Linked DNA regions of Mus musculus: region 2 is linked to region 1. The links are chromatin contacts, called in public HiChIP or PLAC-seq maps. All regions are on one chromosome and are shown on one strand. The core of a region is the stretch at or near the end of the contact, and the rest is flanking DNA. Distances in the headings are between cores, read along the strand shown.

Region 1 (3,056 bases), core at 136-2,635:
CTCCTCTGGCCGGTGTGGGATGATATGCATTAGCCTGTCCTTAGACATGCCCTCAGCCTGGAGATGCTGATACACCTTTCATGTGCCCATTGGGGCTCTGGCCACAGCCCAGTCACATGATACACTCAATTGGGAGACAACGTGATTTTCTTCCTTATAAACATCATGTTGCGTAAAAGTGCCAAGACCATGAAGCACGGTTTTCCAGAGTGAAAAAAGAAGAAGAAAAAGAGAGAGAGAGAGCAAGCAAAAAGCTCTCTCTCTTTTTAAAGTCTTCTGCTAGTGCGTAGTGAGTCAGAAGGGAGCATACACCTCATCTGCTACGCCACTTTCTGCCCAGTTAGTTCTTATGAACAAAGGAGGTGACGGTATTCAAACACACAAAGGACACTTCACAGGAAACATTCTAAAAATGTTCTGAAATATTTGCCTCACTTTTTGAGTTAATTCTAAAGATATTAAGTATGAAGTTAAGTTGTAATTTTGAAACACCACAAACTTGGACTTCCAGGGGAGTTGGGGGAGGTTGTGTTTTTTTGTTTGTTTGGTTTTTGTTGTTGTTTTTTCTTAAAGGTATATTTAGCTTTCTTTACAGAAGATGGAAAAACAGGCCAGGGAACAGGTCTAAAGCACCCTGACTTATGATACTGGACAAAAATCTCTCCGGTTTCTCAGTCCGCTGGTTTCTATTTTAGGAGTTTCTCCTAACGTGTGACTGAGTATTTGCACAAGAGCATAAAAATGATATTTGTTGATAAAACGTCTATCCCAGGAAAAACAGGACCGAACCTAAATGTCCATGAATTATTTAACTAAATCCGCACTTCTCATACAACGCATCAGTTAAAATACTGGTCTAGAAAGGCACAGAACAAGAAGCAAGACACAGAGCAATGTTAAAGATATCCATTAGAAATGTTTCTGATAAAGTATACATAAAAATGATACTGAGTTGCAAATTAAGAGAAACAACTCTACACATCTGTCTGCATTGTTTGAATTTTTAACAAGCCACTTTGGTAATTACTTTTTTAAATTAAACATAAATCACGACTACAGTCTGAATAATATAAATGCTTGGGAAGCAAATCCATTGGCCCAGTATATACATGCCAAGAATACAGACCGCCACTATTTGCAGAACCCAAGGAAATTCCTAATCATCTGGAGATGTATAAGCAAAGTTCTGGCGGATAAAGGACACTTTCAAAGTTAGCCCCAAACTTGCCTCAAGCACGGAGTCAAGCCAAAGAGCGAAGACCGAGCAGCATCTGCAAAGGGCTACAGAAGAGGACGCGGCACCGCGGAGCAGAGCAGTCTTGCTGCCTCCCAGCCTCTCAGCTCAGGAGTGTCTGCTGTCCCCTAGGCACAGCCGCCCTGGCACTGCCGGCCAAGCCTTCTGCACGCCTGGCCACGCCCCCCTCACCGCCAAGCTTTCGTTTTCCCCTAGATCCAAAGGAAAGCGAAACTCAGGCACCGGGCGGGCGGGCGGAGCGGTTGTACGCGCCCCTACAGAACCCGCAGTCCAGTCGCCTACACCAGGACACGACAAGCCGGACCTGGCCCGGTAACTCCTGGATACGCTCTCTTTTTTCATCTGCAATGTTAAGATTGGAAATACTCCCAGTTGCTGTACCTTCTGCTCTGAAAGCCAGCAGCAGATAACTCCCTTGCTGAGGCTGTCCCCAGGGGGTAAGGAGACAGCGATAACATTTACTTCATCTCTGTTAATTGCCAGGCTTATCCTTAAACACTGAAGATAAGTTTATCTGCACAATGTTCTTTTGTGCCTCTACGTTTAACCCCAATTCTATAGGATAAAATGTTTTTATTTTATCAAAGAGGTTATGACTAACTCAGGACGACAAATGGCTAAGTGCTGAAAGCAACATTCTAACGGGACCTCTGACCAGTCCCACCATTTGTGGAAAATAGCAGACCATTGCAGTTAGCACACGAGGTGGCCATGAAGGTACAGCTCTGCGAGGAACAAATACAGTCTAAGCCGAGCCGGGTTTGGAGGCTCTGGGATGTACATACATGAAATGCTTGCTAGCTCTTTACAGATGTATCTTGTATATGAGGCTATAAGTTGAGGGAGAGGGGGATCTGTTAGCTGCTGGGCTAGTCAGAATGAGGTTTCCCCATGCGCTTGTTCTGAGAGGGGTCCTCCACTCCCTACCCCCAGCACTGGACAAAGATGACAGAGAGATACATACCCCTAATCGAAAGCTACCAGGACTTTATGAAATCTGGAAGAGTCTATATTCTGTTTTGCTATTGTAGTTCAACGTAAGATATACAAATATGTCTGCCTGCCTATAGTGTGTGTGTGTGTGTGTGTGTGTGTGTGTGTGTGTGTGTGTGTGTGTGTGTGTGTGTGAAGCATGAGTTATACACAGCTGTTGAAAATAAACCAAGATGTCCATGTTTGGAAATAGAAAGTGGGGTATGGCCCTCAGGGTAAAACAAAGTCTCTTGATCAGTGGTTGAGGTAGACAATGTGGCATCTGCACATATCATGGACAAATACATTAAGTCTCCAATACATTTGCAAATCAATCAATTATGTGACCAGCTTCTTCCTCTTCTTCTTCTTCTTCTTCTTCTTCTTCTTCTTCTCCTTCTTCTTCTTCTTCTATCTGTTTGGTTGTATCCAAAAACAGGAACATCAAAAACTGGTGGGGGGGGGGGGGAGGATGAAAAGAGGATGTTATAAAATGTGATAGTTTGATCAATATATCGTACCTGTAGAGTTCTAGGGAACAAACTGTATTTGTTCCCAGTGGTGATTAGCAAACAGCTCCTTATAGCCAAGCAACTTTTTTTTCCCAACCCTGCTTGTTCAGTGAAGCAAGTGATTGGCATTTGTACCAGTACGGAGTGGACTAGTGTCAATCATGGACAGGAGATACCTAGATGATGCAAGAACCCATTATAACTCCTAGTAGGACTCTCCATGCTCTTACCCCTGGTCTCTCCTTGCCTTTCAGAAAAGTTCAGGGCTCTAACCAGGTGGTAGACTGAGCTGGTAAGCATTCCTGAAGTAGATTCCA
Region 2 (3,040 bases), core at 194-2,693, 2.0 Mb before region 1:
AGCAAGATTTAAATTGTAAGCATAATTTAACATTTTCCAATGTATTTATTACTATAACATCTTTTATTTATTACTTGGTAATTTCAAACATCTAGGCACTGTATCTTGATCATTACCATCCTCAAGCTCCACCCCCATCTCACCCTCCCCCTCCCATCCCCAGGAATCCCCTACATGTTCCCACTTCCCTTTTCACGTTCTCTCCTTTGCTGCCTTGTCTCTGTAATCCACTCAGTCCACTAAGTGCTGTCTACTGGAATGTTGACTGATCTTGTTAGTTTAATCTTATGCCAAGTCTTGTGCAGGTGACAATAGCTACTAGGAGTTCATGGCTGCAATGGCCATGTCTTATCCAAAAGATGTATCAATAGCTTGCTTATAAGTAATATAATATAATTACTATAATAAAGCATTATTTCACAGTCTCACAGTGCAGATCCAGTAGCATCCTTTAAATCAATCGGGAAACCAGGGAGAGTCTCTGGCATACTATGAGCCTACATCTATATGTTCTATGTACTATTTTTCTCTCTTCTTGTCAAAGGAATCTTCCAAAGTATTTAATTCTCCTTTTCATTTTATCTCATTTCTTTTTAAAATATACTTTATCTCCCCTCTTGCTTCTATCTGATTTTAGGATCTCCTTTCCTTGGTCTTAGCATCTGTTACACAGCTTACCAGGAATCAGCCATGTCCTTTGTCTCCATCAAGGCCATCCTCATTGTGTTCTAATACCCCTCTTCTTAAATCTTTACACTGCCATCAATTCACATTTTAAAATTATAGTCATGAGTACTTAATCTAGTTAAATGTGAAAAGGGCTGAGCATGATCACATATCAACTAAAGACTCAGCCCTCAAAAGTTGGAAGAAAGGAGGTCAAGTCTGAGGCAATCCCAGGCTACACAGAAAATTCAAGACCAGCCTGTGCTACGTAACAAAACTTTATCTTGAAGAAGGAAGAGTTAAGAGAAAGAGGGGCGAAAGACAAGGAGGAAGAGGAGGACCATGGGAAGAAAGGAAGGGGAGAAGAGAAAGAAAGTAGGAGGGGGAAGTGGATGGGTGGATAAATGATTGATAGATAGGTAGATAAATAGATAGATAGATAGATAGATAGATAGATAGATAGATAGATAGACAGACAGACAGACAGATAGACAGATAGACAGATAAAGAGAGAGACTCACATTTCATTTGGGATTCTTCCAGCCACATTATGTGTGTCAAGAGATTCCAGTCTGCTTTTTACTTCTTGCCCAGAGTGTATATTTCCATCACAAGTATCTCTTCAGAAACATTTAAGATTGGACATCAATACATCTGTCTTATTCTGGTAAGATCAGTAAGTGTTCAGTACAAGAGAGCCAAGTGAAAAAGAATAAATCTTAAAAACAGAGTTTCCTCTAATGTACTAGAACACAGGGAGCAAAGAGGAAAAGGAAATTGAGAAAGCAACCCCAAAGCCAGTAAAAACTTCCAGAAGTGTGTCATGTAAGATTTCTCAATGTGTTTTTGCTACTCATATGTCATGTTTTCAAAGGTAGTTTGAGGTAAAATGAGGCTTAGAAAGTTCTCTAGCTCAATGAAATATGTCCAAAATAACAATGAACAAAGCTTTTAACATAGATTTTGTGCACATGGTGCATGTAAAGACATGAAATCCTTTGCTTTAGAACAGAGGAAGAAGTTGGTGAAGCCACTGATTAGATTTCAACATTTTCTCAGGTAAGTGAAAGTAGGCTTGTTACGGCAAAGGAAGAAAAGGTTGTATGATAGACACTATTGTGATCTCTGGTTCCACCTACAGGATTATTAAAGAATGGACATTTGTGTTCCTCCAAACTTTATTCGTTGAAGCCATAAACACTTCTGTTGGTGTTTAAAGGTGGAACCCAGGGAGGTCACTAGAGTTAGCTAAGTTCGTAAGTGGGGAGTCCTTATGATAAAACTACCATGCTTAGAACTCTGTCTCCTCTCACCCTCGTCTCATCTCTCTCCTCTTTCTTCTCTCTTCTCTCCTCTCTCCTCTCCCCTCTCCCTAGTCCCTTCTCTCCTCTACCCTCTCCTTACTCCTTCTCCTTTCCCCAACCCCTTCTAGAATACTGGGACACAGCAAGAGAGCAGCCTTCTCCAAGCTTAGAGAAGGGATCCCACCACAAAGAGACCTTGCACATATAGCCCCCATATATTCATGAGAATAAATATATACCATGCATCTATAGCACTGTTGTTGTGTCTGAACTCAATTATCATAAATACCCAGCAGCTTAGAAATGTTTCTTAAAGTCTATTGTACAGCATATAACACCTTTCCTGATTTTTTTTTTCCTTAGCGTCATAGGAGGCTTGGAGAAAGTAAGATCTGAGTTCTTATTGTGTATTATTCTTGTGTCAAAATTAGCAAAGTGATGGGCCTGTTGGCTAAATTCCATAATTTTCCTAGATAACAGACAGCAAGTTTATCAAGGGGGAAGCAGCAACAAAATCAGAAACAAAACTGAAAATCAGATTCTAAGCTAAGAAATCTTTACAAATGGTAAAAGGCAAAATGGACATCTTGATAGGTCTCCAAAAACAAATTTAACTTCAGTTAACAAAAATAATTTATTTCATTATGACAATGAAATATTTGATTATTATTTGAATGTATAAGGCTCACTATGGATTCACAATTATTCAGAGAATAAATAATTCATATGTCATAAAACATAAATAAATGTTATAGATGTCATCCGTTTTCAATGGATCTCATTCATCAAATAATTATGATTATGCACATTAAAATATGTATTATTTTCTTAAATGAAGACTACATACATATTTCCAGTATAGCTATATAGTGTTTTGTTTTTGTAAAATTAAATAACAGATACAAGAAATTATAAGGCAAGCGATTGTGGGCAGATGAGTCCATTCTGTACTCAGAACAGAAAAGGCCAACATGTGTAAGCCATTACACCTAATAACAGGAAGAGGAAAAAGCCAGGCACCCACACATAGTGAAGGTTCATAATGTACAACAAAAGGGAGTCAAATACAT

Evidence for each region. HiChIP or PLAC-seq counts read pairs in DNA pulled down with a chosen protein or histone mark.
Region 2: an H3K27ac HiChIP or PLAC-seq map of bone marrow-derived dendritic cells shows a contact between it and region 1, with 5 times the contacts expected there. The contact joins the promoter of Clec4d here to the promoter of Usp18 in region 1. A contact is called at or near these places in 1 of 39 promoter capture datasets (hippocampal neurons) and 1 of 115 datasets of contacts at active chromatin or transcription factors (bone marrow-derived dendritic cells).

Annotation. Positions count from the first base shown.
Region 1 is chr6:121,244,235-121,247,290 of GRCm38.p6, reverse strand. It overlaps Usp18 (ubiquitin specific peptidase 18), which reads right to left and starts at 1,385. Exons shown (of 11, transcript NM_011909.2): 1 at 1,229-1,385.
Region 2 is chr6:123,260,510-123,263,549 of GRCm38.p6, reverse strand. It overlaps Clec4d (C-type lectin domain family 4, member d), which reads right to left and starts at 1,443. Exons shown (of 6, transcript NM_010819.4): 1 at 1,188-1,443. The coding sequence starts at 1,215.